Regions from separate parts of the Rattus norvegicus genome. Here region 2 is linked to region 1. The links are chromatin contacts, called in public Hi-C maps. All regions are on one chromosome and are shown on one strand. The core of a region is the stretch at or near the end of the contact, and the rest is flanking DNA. Distances in the headings are between cores, read along the strand shown.

Region 1 (7,296 bases), core at 3,027-5,526:
TAAATCACCTGCCTTAGAAACACCTGCACTACACAGAAGACGGCATCTGCTGGAGCCCACCTTTAGGTTTCAACTGCTCCTCTTCCCAGAACGCAACACTGGCCCAATCTGAACTTGCAAGGTCTGCTGTGGCAAGAACCACTCCCTTACAGCAAACTCTGCCCTCTCCTCAAATCTACCTTTACACAATACACAATACACAATCAGCTGTACAATCATCTCAAAGGTCAAATGATAGATGACAATATAAGTAAGAAATTAAATGACAAACACACGTTCTCTTTGCTGGTTTCAAGGTTATAAAGGAGCCAGTGTGTGTGTGTGTGTGTGTGTGTGTGTGTGTGTGTGTGTGTGTGTGTGCGCACACACACATATCCCATGAATGTAAGCATGTACATGAGAACCCGGGACCAAATGATGAGCAAAATGAACCAAAACTTCAAATGCTGTTCATTCACAGGCTGAGGAGTACAGCGACCTCTGTGTATACTTCAGTGCTGTTTACTTTCCCAGTACATACTTCTTCCCTTATCAGGACGGTATAACCAGTTATAGTATATGAAGAAAACGCATATATGTAAAGCCGTGAAACACACTAATCTAAAAATATGCAAGCCAATTAGATTCAGAATTTAAAGTAGAACATAAAATATTGTATTAAGGTTTAAAAATCCAAATTTGAATTTAACTCTAATAATTAAAAACGTTTTTAAATTAAATGGTACTTTTTCTAAATTGGAGATATTTTTGTTAGCCCATAGTGTGAACTTAAGAGCCACCCTTCTTAGTTCAGCATTACAGGTCTTGGAAGGTAAGTTTATATTCCTCTTTGCCATATAACCTGTCCATTTTGGCTTTCATTCTATGCCCACTTAGGTCTGTGTTCCCTTATACGGCATACCACACCACGCTCTTACATTCTGCTGACTCACCCTTTGAAGGTATGGCTTATTTCACTCTAGAAAGGCCCTTTGACCTTTTTCTACAGAGCTGCCCCTGCCTGCCAAACAAACCACCAGGAAAAGTTCTACATTTATCCATGCTATGTTTGCCCTGGGAAAACACTACTTTGGTATATGTGACAGACTATAAGGTGTTTTATTAATCTTGCTTTCATTTGCTGAGGTAGAAAGGTTCTGAATATGCTCTTCTGTGTCCCATCTCCAACACAAGTATAGATGATTTTTCTCAAGAGACAAAGCTTCTTTTGTAGTAGGAAGATATTTGAGTATCAGTGGAGGGTCATGAGATCTAAAATTAGTTAACTTTAGATTCTTTTCTTATATGGAGAACTACTTGAAAGACAAAGGGGTTGCAGGATAAATAATACTTTAGAAGAGAACATACAGACTAGGTAGAAGAGGTGAACTCTACCTCAATATAATTTTGGAATTTTAGTTTATGTAAAGATAGAAACTGATGTTTGAAGAATATATTCTAAGGCTTAAAATATAAAGCTCTAGAACGATGACCATGAAAAATAATGACCTCTTGTGGTAGCCCATAATAAATTCAATTCACAATAAATTGGAACAGAAGTCCTGGTTTGAGAGGCAGTGACTGGCTGGTCTGCTTTACTAACTGTTTCTGAGATAGCCTTACTCACCAGCCTACGTGGGCTTGGAGCTCACTGAGCTCAGGCTGACAGAACCCTGTGACAATCCTCCTGCCTGTGTTTCTCAAGTACTGGGCTCCCAAACAGGCTTAGCTACCACACACAGCTTTTGATTTGGGAAGGAGGTAGATCTGGAAGATATATTAAAGGGAGGAGTGGGGAGTAGACATACTAAAAAGTAAACTATATTCGTGTATGAAATTCTCAAAGAATGAACATTGTATCTGACTCAATATCAAATATATTTTATACACTAAAATAACTTGTCTAAAATACATTTGATAATGAAAGTGTCAAATTATTGTAAAGCTTCTCAGCTTTCATTCTGAACACCTATTCTAACAGTATTGAATTGACTTAAATGTTCATTGACATATATTTTCAGTCTCAGTAATTTGACTGTGTGATACTTTTATTTATTTGTAAGGATTTTTATAATAAAATTATATTTTAAATTTTGTTTTCTTTTTGGTCTTCCCCTCACACCATGATACTGGGAACTGGACTTAGGGCCTCCCAACAGTGCACCAGTGAGCGCTATCCCCAGCCATCTCGTTACTCTGTATTGTGAGCACTGACTCACCAACTTGTTCAGGCTGCATCATTCTCCTGAGTAGCTGGAACTTCAGGATTGTACCAGCAGGTTAGGCTTGGGTACCATTAACTGAGTGACCTCAGGGGTTGCCCATCCACTTTGTTGATATATACTCTGTAGAAGATTTGACTAGTGGTTTCTGCGTTCTTAAATTCTGTGGCCCAAACCCAGGCTATGTTACCTGTGAGGTCAGTTCCTTCTGGAAAGATGAGAAGTTGTAGTGGTTCATGGATGGCACAGAAATAGTCAACCATGTCTTCAAAATGGCTCTTATCATCCTTCCACTTCCTATGAATAAAGATAAAGGCAGCAACTTGCATGGCCCAGCCTGGAAAAGAATGAGAAGCATTTGCACAAACTGTAAGAGCAATGTCCACATAGCACTAAAGATAACTTTCATGTCTTGATTTTTTTTACTCTATTTATAATAACCATTCTATGACATACCATATATTTAATTAGTACTAATTTTGGAAGTATTGGAGTTGCTTGTTTGCCCACCTCTCCCAGACAGGGTTTGTCTGTATAGCCTTGGCTGTCCTGGAACTCACTCTACAGACCAAGCTGGCCTCAAACTCAGAGATCCACCTGTCTCTGCCTCCTGAGTGCTGGGATCAAAGCTATCACTGCCTAAATTCTTTAAAACTTCCTTTAAGCCATAGCTTGCCACTATTATCTCAAGGTACTACCATTTACCAAGTGGTAAGTCAACAATTTTCTCACAAGAATTCTATAATATTTTCTTTTCTGTACTCTCAAACTAAATGCAATGCTATTTTCAATGGTAGTCACTTCAGATTTTACTTAAATGAAACGGGAATCTGCTATGCACATTCCTTGGAGTGCATATGTGGCACAGTGCCTTTCTCAAAGGCAGACCCACCTTAGTGCTGAAAAGGTAGCCTTGATGAGCTGATCTGTGTTTCAGATGCCTGCTGATCTTTCCCTGGCCATAGCCTTTGGAGCTTCTATAAAAGACGCCTAACTTAGGGTAGCCTATGTACCCTAAGTAAAAGGCTCACAAAGAATGAGAAGCATAGGCCCAACACAGCAACTCTCAGGCCAACTGAATATCTCTCTCACAGTTTCCCTAGGACCTTGGAAAAGTAAACACTGTGAGTTGTGCACTAAAGATGGCATCTGTAGTAAAGGCCAAAACCTCTTGCAGCTGAGCCACAGGTCTGATCCTGATTCTAACTCTAGGCCCAGTCTTGCCAGCCTATGCATGGGTCCGTCTCCATGATCTCCATGAGAGTCTTCCTCTCTAACACTTACATGGTAACTACAACACTCATCTTGGTGCTAGGGATGAAGGGTAGTAATGCCTTGCAAACAAGCAGTGCTGTTCTGGAATACAGATGTGCTGTGGCTTACCTACCTCCTGCCTCCCTAAAACTCAGGCTAAGTCCAACCTGAGAATCTCTTATCTCTCCTAGAAATCTTTGCTCCAATCATTTTATTACAGGTATGTTTTTCTGGACATTTTTCATGTTTCCTGTTATTTCTGTTACACCTCCCCTTTTTTCTGTCTTTAATTGAAATTAAGTTTTCTGTGCCCCTTCCCTTGTGCTCTAAAATCCAGGTTTCCCTAGAACTCAGGCATCCCATTTGTTCATCTATATGATCAATAACTATTTCTGTTTAACAATGTCAGCGAGCATTAGGTGCCACAGGACAGCATGGCTGCCACAGGGACAGCATGGCCCACAGTATGAACCACGGCCCTGCCCCTTGGCAGACAGTCCACTGACCTTTGCTCGACTGGCTTGGAAATAGCACATCCCATTTTCTTTCTTAGCGTGTTTCAGCTTTCTGTATTTGGTAAGCCTGTTGAACTGTGGAACGCCATCAATACTGAGTTCAATTATTAATCTCCACCAACCAAAACAGATCTTATTTCTATCACAGTGTAAACCAAAAGACTCCAGTTTAAATTTAATTTCAATTTTTACAAAGTTAAGTAATAATAATGTCCAAGATGTATGCTTCCTACCATCCTTGTTACCAGATTTGTAAGAATCACCTGACTGCTCCAAAGAGCTTACTTTTCTATCACATTCCTAAACCTGGCAGAAATGGTTTTGATATTTAGATCTGACCCCAAGTTTGCCGACCTCTTTGCTTGTGCCCTTCTGTTAATACTTTTTTTTGAAAATTGTTTCTGTCCTCACATTCCTGAAATGTATTTTTGGTTCAACTGGTTTGACTAAAAATAGAATTTGAGGTTCCAAATCACTGTTTCCTCAGAATTTCAGAACATTTCCCACAGCCTTTCATCCCTCAGTGTGGTCAATGCGGCTAGCAGCCAGGAAGAAGCCAAACCCAACCTCATCCATGCAATAGCCTGCCCACTCTCAAGCTTTTAGGATTTTCTCTTTTGTCCCAATGATTGATTTATTTCAACAACCATACTTTTGTTTTTAATATTTGCTAATGGTTATTTTCCACGCCAGCTATTTTATGAATAAACAGTACAATTATAGAAACAACATTTGGTGAATGCTGACAGTGTACTTGGTAATATTCTGACCATTTCATTAGTTCTTAAGACGACTATGAATCAGGTGAAAAGTACTATCTCTAATAACACTTTTGAGATGCAAGTGAGTGGAAGCCAGGCTTCAGACACAGAAGGGCTGGTCCCAAAGCTATGTTTTAGTTCGTTTTCTTCTTGTCTTTTCGTTTGATTACTTTTATTCCGTTTTGAGACATCATCTCACAGTGTAGCCCAAGCCCGAGTCAGATTTACTTTGTAGCTCAGGCTGGCTTTCAGCTCACAACAACATGTCCTTATGCCCAGTCTCCCAGCATGTTATTTATCCTTACTGTGCTGGTTTAAATGTATAGCATCACATGTTTTAGATCAGTGTGAAGGATCTGAAGAGATGGCTTCGTGGCTAAGAAAACTTATTGCTCTCTCAAAGGACCTAACTTTGGTTCTCAGCACCCACATTGGGCAGACCACGCCCACTCTTAACTCCAGCTCCAAAAGATGTGACACCTGAGTTCCACAGGAACTGGACTCACAAGTCCACACCTATGCACAGGGACATACAAAATTTAAAAAAAAAACATAAATACTGATAAACCTTTATAAAATCATTGTGAATTGTGTTCTAAACAGTTTTTCTCCAATAATATGCTCTTGAACTTATGTAAATGCTCCAAGAACCATTACTCAGATTACATGCCCAACTGTTTAAATGTTTGGCTCTTTAAAGCTGTATAGTTTCTTCAAATGTTTATTTATATCACACTCACATTTATAAAGTATATTCTAGGACTGGAAAGACAGCTCAGAAGGTATATGTTCTTGAAGCCAAGCTTGAGGTCCTGGGTTCAATCCCCAGAGTTCACATGGTAGGAGAGAAGTGACTGCCTCTATTTGCATAGGCACAATGTCATCCACAAGTACACACACACACACACACACACACACACACACACACACACACACACAAACACGTGAATAAATACAGGGGAAATGGCTACATCAACCCAACCTCTCTTACATCTCTTACGGGGCTGTGATCCCTGCCCTGGAGCCTTTACCATCTTCCCTTCTTCTTAGACAGCAAAAAAAAAAAAAAGTCTTCTTAGACTGAAGGAGTACATCATCACCATACACCACCACCATGTATTTTTAACTTAATGCATCCTTTTGTAATAAGAAGTATACATATATCCCATTATTTTTCTTCCATCCATTCATTTTAGCACAAATGGCCTACACTTAACGAATCATAAAACATCTGCACTGTTTATCTAATCCTCTCAGACTGAACCTCGGTGATAGCTTAGACATTATCATGGCTGTCTCTGTATCTGCTAATGCAATACCATCCCTCTCGGTATCTTCTGTAGCACTAGAAACTAGAACAACACACCAGAATCCAAAGCAGGTAGACCAGCATTCCCTGCAATGGTATTTTCAGTCCTGAGCAGGGGGTAAGGATAAAACCAAGACAGGCTACCTGAAGATGGCCAGTTCACTGAGGAGTGAGATGCGGAGTTTATGTGAAGACTCTCAGAAAGACCTTGAGAGACAGTGCTGACAGAGCGGGTGCTTGACTACAGGTTATATAGCTTGTAATTACAAATAAATCCAGAAACTAATTAACAAGCAATTACAGTTCCCAGAATGCCAACCTCAGTCAAGATGCTAAGTGTCACATAGACCAAGTCAGGGGAGCACCACCATCCTGAAATTCACAAATGTTCTCCACTCCTCTTCTGAGCACATCAATTTCCACAAAGCCCTGGCTTTTGAGAGCAACCTGAGTGAGAGACCATTAACGCACATCACAGCCTGTCCTCCAGGGCAGATGCCTACACTATTAGATTCGCAGGCGCCATACTCATAACAAAAGGCAAAGCAAGTGAACATCTTCTAAAGCAAACCAATTTTACAAAAAAATTCCCAATTTGAAAAACCACAAAATTGTGAAGGAAAACAAACCCAAAAATGCACACACAGCACATCCCACTATACTGTACAGCATAGTGATTATCCTAGAAATTATCCTACCGCCTGGCAGATGCTATACACTCTTGTTTGACACTGAAAAAATAAACAATTCACTGAGGGCATTTGTTGGCAAGATGAGGCTTCTCATTTTGGGGATAATTTAGGGGTTCCATTCTAACACAGGCCAAAAGGGTTTTCCTGCTTTAGATTTACTATTGATCAATTTTCTAGGTATTTTATTATCTATATATACCTTTATCAAATTCTCAAGCTAAGTATGTCACTAGTTTTGCAGGACCCAGACTATGCTAGCAATTACAATCTGGAAGGCAGAACCACGACAAATCCCTCAACATATCCACACGCCAACACTCGAACAGTTGATGTTATATTACAAACAAAGGGCAGCAGAGGTCACAAAGCAGCTAAGTTTAGGACTAGAAAATCAGTGAACAGAAAGAATCATAATAGCCCTTAAAAGTAGAAAAGATGAAGGGGAAGGGACTCAGTTTCAAAACAAAAGGTTACAGACTCAACCTGCCACTGCTGCCTTTGAAAGGAAGGGGCCACAAACCAGGGAATGTGGTTCTCTGCTCTGTGCTGGGAAGACAAGCAATG
Region 2 (6,913 bases), core at 314-2,813, 95 kb after region 1:
GACAAGACACACAAAGTAAAAGCTATAGTCTATTAACCAGGAAGGGCACCCTGCTAGAGACCATGTTCACCACCAGTAATGTGGCCTTAGGCGTCCCAGCCAGCAGCACCTGGAGCAGTAGACCGGGGTAGGTGAGGAGACATCTGAGCCACACCATCCTTTGTATATAGAACAGCTCAGATGGACTAGGAGACAGATCCTAAGCCATGCTGACTAAGCAGCGTCCTCAGCCAGCAAGGCTTGAGTAACAGCTGCTTCCAGGGGTTCCCCCCACCCCATCTGTCCCATCTGCCTGCTGCTCAACACAATGTTGATGGCCACAGGTGTTCAGTGGGCACATGCACACGAATGTCAATGGATGTGGGGCTCCAGTTTCCAGGCACAGTTTTAACATCTATCTGTCAGGTTTTAGCAGCTCTCAGCATCACCTCCTTGGTGAGTTTCTTATAAGGCTCATGGATCTGCTAGCTCTTTAGGCTGGAAGTCCCCTGCTGCCACCTATGAATGCTTCCACTCCCTGTCCCTAGTCCTCTACTAACGAGGCCTGCGCTTGGCCCATCATAAAGGGGTTTGTGGAATTCAGACAAAACATATGGTGTTTGCCCAGAATCTTGCAGTTTTTATTTATGTTTTAAATAACTTGTTTTTCTTATTGTTACAAAACAGCACATGTCTGTTTGGAAAAAACTAGGCAAGCAGAAATTAAGCACAAATCTTTCATAAATCCCTCAGTCTCAGAAAATCGCTGTTTAATGTTTCTGGCTTTGTGCACACACACACACACGCATAGACATGTATTTAGAGAAATGGGGTCATTGCCGTGTATTTAGTGATTTGTAACCTGCCTTTTCTTTTAACCATGTCTCATTGCCTTAAATGGTCCTCTTGCACTATTATTTATCCCCACTCCCACGTGTCCACTCTTGCTGCCATCAATCCCCCACAGCTATTTACAAACCAAGCACTATAAATTAGAACAAACTAAACGGATTGACAGTGTGGAGGGCTTTCCTTGCTAACTGGTGCTTTGGATGGCGTTGTCTACTCAGACACAAACCTTGTATCTCATGAAATGTTTGTTTCATGCAGAGCTCCAGAGCCCAGGCTGTAACAGAAATAAAGAGTTTATGGAGGAGCCATACCCTTAAAACTGCTACAGTTTCTAGGAAACTGGAAAATTCCATTGCTACAGCCAATGTCAACAGCACAGGCAAGAGAGGAATGAAGGAACTCAAAAGGAGGAAAGAATTTGATTAACAGAGACTAGGAATAACTAGCAAAAATGCCATGAACAGGACCAGAAAATGCTGGCTCCCCGTGCTGATGTCTAGAAATTAGGAAATGCTTTTGCCTGCGCTGGAGCGAGTTGGTAAGATGGCAGGCATAAAGCTCGTGTTTGTGTCAGGAGCGATGGTAGCGGTTGTGAATACTAGCAGCAATGAATCTAGATAACAGCATCCCAGAAAATCCCTTATCTTGGCTTTGGGCCTGCCTGGATATTGACAGCGCGCTTGGCTGCAAACCACCTGGAGATTCCTGCAGTTGCTAAGCCACAGTAAAAGGGATCTCAACAGTGTTGGAAGGGAAGGGGGCGGGGCTTGTAGAAAGGGGCGTGACGTTCAGACAGAGCTGAGGGGAAAGGTCACATAAGGAGAGGCTCTGTTTCTCTAACTTCTCCTTGCTTGCTCACTACAGTGGTTGCAGGAGCTGGACCCGCCCGCCCATCTCCTGATGCATTTCTTCACTCTCTGTTTCACAAAATGCTACCCAGGGTAATTTCCAATTTTTTTTGTTTCATTACTTCTTTAAAATTTTATTTATTTATTATATATAAATACACTATAGCGGTCCTCAGACACACCAGAAGAGGGCATCAGATCTCATTACAGATGGTTATGAGCCATCTTGTAGTTGCCTGGATTTGAACTCAGGACCTCTGGAAGAGCAATCAGTGCTCTTAACCACTGCGCCATCTCTCCAGCCCGTTTGCTTGTCTTTTGAGATAGGGTCTCATTATGAAGCCCAGACTGGCCTTTAATTCTCAGTGATCCTCCTGCTGCCAGGATTGTGGGTATGTGTCACCATATCCAACTTTAATAATTTTAATTATTCATCCTATTACATAATTTCTGGGCTCAATCCCCAGCATCACTCACACACACACACACACACACACACACACACACACACACACACACACAATTAATACAGGATCAACAACTATGCTTTTAAAAAGTTTTTGAATAGCTTTATGGTTTTCTTTGAGTTTATGATTGCCTCATCTTATGGTTCTGTAGTTTTCCACGAATAAATTTCTGCTTTTTTTTTTTTTTTGGTAAGCTTTGAAAATGTATCTAACTTACTAGCTGCCCCTCCAGTCATCCTTTTGTTCTGCTTATCTTTTCTGACTACTTTTCATTTCTCAGCTTCAAAGTACACATGTCACTGAAAACTCTTCCTGAATCTTTTTTGCTAGTATCCTGATGTAGATCTACTCTTCGTTGGATCTATTTTGTGGTTGTTATTGTTGCTGCTGTGTTTATTATGGTTTGGTTTCCACCTAGGACAAGGGACTGAGGTGCATATTTTATATATCAAAGCAGATCTGGCTTCCAGGTTCTCCCAGCATCCTTCAGCCCCTACTGAGTATCATACCCTGCCCCCAACCCTGGACTTTCCAGCCCAGAGACTGGGCTGCCCTTCTGCTACCAGACGCTCTTCCCTATATAATACAGACGTCTTGTTTCTCTGTCTCTGTCTCTGTCTCTCTGTCTCTGTCTCTGTTTCTCTCTCTCTGTCTCTCTCTCTCTCTCTCTCTCTCTCTCTCTCTCTCTCTCTCTCTCTCTCTCCCCACTCCGTTTCCCACCCCCCTCTCTCTTCTCCTTCCTGTGGTGACTTCCCCGGCCTCCATCCTTGGGGCCAGTGAACTCGCTTGCTCGAGAACAGCTCCCCAATAAACCTTCATTGAATATAAACTAATCTGGCTTGAACTGGCTCATTTTACCAGGACAGAAAGAACTTGTCGATTATGTTGAGGAAAGTTCTCATGTAGCTTAGGCTGGCCTTGAACTCAACTCTGTCACCAAGGATGACCTTGAGCTCCTGATCCTCCTGCTTCACCTCATAAATTCTGGGATTGGAGTCATGCAGCCCACTCCTAGTTTTATTTACTGCTAGAGATCCAACCTACAACTTTTTTCATGGTAATCAAGTATTTTACTAAGCTGTATCCATTTACTTTTAAAGTTGATGGAGTAGACTTCCCAACAAGAGGTTTTTGAGAGGTGAGCTTTCTGAATTTTGCATTTCTGAATATAGCATTGTTTGTCTCACCAAATTTCAAAAGAAATTATCAGCTGTTAAGAAATCCAGTGCCATCCTTTGGGCCCTTAAAAATGACCTTCTCTGCCTATTTAATGGAACCTTTTTATTATTATTATTATTATTATTATTATTATTATTATTATTATTATTATTATTTTGGAGCTGGGGACCGAACCCAGGGCCTTTCGCATGCTAGGCAAGCGCTCTACCACTGAGCTAAATCCCCAACCCTTAATGGAACCTTTTAAATTTGGGTGCTTAGGTCCTTTGATTTGGGGAAATTTTATTGATTTCTTTGGTTAATAATTTTCTTCCCATTAATATGTCTGTTCACTTCTTTCTGGCAAGGCTGATAGATAAGATACAGGGTGCACAGTTCTGTGTGCATATCAGACAACCAAAAAATAACTTTTAAAAAGGTAAAATTTTGCTATCTAGCAAGGCTAGCCTGAAATTTCTATGTAAACAGCCTCCCAGTGCTGAGATTATATGTCTGTGTCACCAAGCAAGTGACTTTTTATTATGACTATGAGCCTTGCAACATTTTTTTACTGTAAACATGTTATTTATCCTAATTTATTTCATTGCCCTAATTTATTTCATTGTCAGAAGTTCAAATTTAAGTAAACATGATGTATCTTGCTAACTGTATCTGAGCAGTCTATGTACTGGAATTCTTTTTTTAAATTTTTTTAAAGATTTATTTATTCTATGAAAGAACATTGTAGCTATCTTAGACACACCAGAAGAGGGCATCAGATCTCATTACAGAGGGTTGTGAGCCACCATGTGGTTGCTGGGATTTGAACTCAGGACCTCTGGAAGAGCAGTCAGTGCTCTTAACTGCTGAGCCATCTCTCCAGCCCTGGAATTCTTATTATTGGGGATTAGACCTGTATGGTTGACGCTGTTGCTGTTGCTTGTATTTCATTGTCTACTAAACTCTTTACTTTTCTTGAAGAGTTCCATTAACTTGGTTTGTTTGTTTGCCTGTTTGAGTGTGGCCGTGGCTGGCATCAAGCTAATGGCCATAGCCTCTAATCCTCTGTCTCTGTCTCTGGAATGCTGAGACTATGGTTTATGCTATCATGCCTACTTTACATGGTGCTGGGTATTGAATCCAGGGGTTGCTAGGGAAGCACTCAAATAACTGAGCTATTTCCCAAGCCCAAGTTTTATTAATGTGATTTTCATTAATGTGCTTTTTTTTTTTTTTTACAAACTCCGATCTTACTTAAGGGTTTTTTGTTTTAAATCTGTTCAAAAATGTTAAAGATGTCTGTTCTTACAGAGTGTTCATTTCATTGCGTTTCATTGTTGAGAGATCTGGTGTCTTCCTGCTGTTTTGTTTGTTTGTTTTCAGACTCTCCACCTCTAGTTTTTGAACTCTTTTTTAAAACCTGGAGATCTCCCCAGATGTCATATGATTCTTGGTCATCTGTGTGTATTTTAAGGTTGAGTGCTCAAACACTTTGAAGACTTTCTTCTACGTGTCTGAAGGATGTTTTGAATTTCGTCCAGATGAGAACACACTCGGCCTCTAACGGGTTGATGGTCTCCTATTTCTGCCGAGTACACTGTATCTTCTACCTGTCTAGTTAGCTCTCCACACACCATCAACTTTCAGGCTATTTCTGAAGTGCCTTCTCCCATATTCCTTTATGAAATCCTGTTCACATCCCCAGACTCAGATACATAGTACTCTTCTATCTTTCTCTTAGGGAAATGGACTCATTTCCCATGTGATCCAACCATGACCAAGCTTAGGAGCCTGTGTCTTAGTCTCGTGTTTCCATAATCTCGTGTTTGGGTAAGCACCAAAGTATGACCACCACAGATTATAATGGGTACCAGACGTCACAGAAACTTTCATAGCGAAGTGGGATTCTTTATAGAGCAGGTTAAATACAAACATTAAATATTAATATTTTTACTTAAAGTTACTGGCACACAGGAAGTACAACCTATGTCCCCATTCCCAGAGATTAAGGAAGAAGAACATATAGGGGGTAGTTATCACAATTTACCATCATTTGGACTGGAGAGATGGCTCAGTGGTTAAGAGCAATGGCTCCTTTTTCAGAGGACCCAAGTTTGATTCCCTGAACCCACGTGGCAACCTACGAACTATCTGTAACTCCAGTACTAGAGGACCAGACATTCTTTTCCGGTCTCTGTAGTCATCAAGGATAGGCAGGCAAACATCAAAACAGATAAATAAATAAAAGATATTTTTAAAAAGTTTGCCCATCAATTTAATTTCGATTTATGAGATGGAAGGTTCTTGTCTGTGTTGGAACACTGCCATGGGGATGAGGAAGCTACGATTAGGACGTTGAGTTCTGATGTGATGCTGCGACTCCAGCGGTACTGTCTGATATTTAGCCCTCAGGGCCCAAGAGATGAGCTCAAATCGGAAGGAGCCCACAGGTTGGAACCATAGCCAATTTCAAGTGTAAAGAACCAGAGTGTCTTGCATTGCTCCTGATAATCAAATCAAAGGAGCAGTTGCGAGCAAGCTGTGGTCCGGCTCCATCACTCCGTGTCCTCTCCACTGATAAGGAAAACACCGGACAATTCTCTCCTGTTCCATCAGATTTAGAAGCAAACAAAAACAAAACCTGGAAATCCAATCAGACAGATTCTGAACGGGAGACAGAGAACGGGACGTAAACAAAAGCATTTCTACCCGTGAAGAAAAAGATGCGAGACTCAGATAGCAGTCAGAGGGAGTGTCCTCCGCATGAGACAGACAGCTCAGGAACGAGATAACAAAGGAGGAATAGTCATTGCCTGGGCTCAGTCACGGAGATAAAAGCTCCAGCGGGTATGCTGTGAAATTGCAAGCAAAAAAAAAGCTCAGGTTATCAAAGGTTTCTGTCTAAGAGCAGGCAGGCAGGAACTCAGCCAAGCAGCAACCTCGTGACTCACATATTGGGTCCCCACTTGAAAGGGGCCTCTCAGATAGGGTCTGAGGGGCAAGAGGGAATCTAGTAACAGCAGAGCATGGGTTGGCTAAAGGGCAGGGGAAAAGGGGGGGAGTAATAAAACCAAGCCTTTCAAAGTAGACAGAGAATGCTGACAATTGCTTGGGACGAGACTTTGGAGAGCGACCTGTTACTACTTTCTCTGTTGGCAGCCAGGGTAACATACTCAGGTTTTCTTTTGGCGTTGCGATGGCAGGGGCAAAGCAGTAATAAAGGACAAAGCGATCAAGTAAAAAGGGGCTTATTTTATTTAGTTACTGAGATTGGCAAGGACAAGTGTGGGACCACGCAAGTGCACACACAGCAGAACCGCGTGTGGCTGGAGGGAAGGAGAGAGCATGAGAATCAAACAGGAATGAAGACAAACAGATGCTCGGAAGGGGTCATTTGTGGGAGCAACAAGTCAAACGGAAGCAAAAGAACGCTACGGGTCCTTTAACATGAAAGTCGCCTATATCCCTGAGAGGATACGGGCATATGGCGACCCCGAGTCCCAAGGGTGATTGATAGAACCAAGTAAAAGCTTTAGAAAAAGTCTCAGGGAACCTTTGCTTTGGATGACGGCAACTTGGCAATTCACACGTGAGGAGGCATAAGGATTA

What was found. Hi-C and Micro-C count contacts between places; a contact is called where the count stands out from the background.
Region 2: a Hi-C map of liver shows a contact between it and region 1, with 3 times the contacts expected there. The contact joins two enhancer-like sites. A contact is called at or near these places in 2 of 12 Hi-C or Micro-C datasets (kidney and liver).

What each region holds. Positions count from the first base shown.
Region 1 is chr6:28,044,490-28,051,785 of GRCr8, forward strand. Lclat1 (lysocardiolipin acyltransferase 1) reads right to left here. Exons shown (of 6, transcript XM_039113081.2): 4 at 2,392-2,538. Among named protein-coding and RNA genes, the nearest start is that of Lclat1, 77 kb to the right of the region's middle. Within about 2 kb of position 4,277, at least 8 of the 93 cell types and tissues checked have an H3K27ac peak or open chromatin away from gene starts, as enhancers often do. A contact at or near this core is called in liver, where this site is marked.
Region 2 is chr6:28,142,123-28,149,035 of GRCr8, forward strand. The region is part of intron 1 of LOC100912066 (a long non-coding RNA gene); the gene reads left to right. Among named protein-coding and RNA genes, the nearest start is that of Lclat1, 21 kb to the left of the region's middle. Within about 2 kb of position 1,564, at least 13 of the 93 cell types and tissues checked have an H3K27ac peak or open chromatin away from gene starts, as enhancers often do. A contact at or near this core is called in liver, where this site is marked.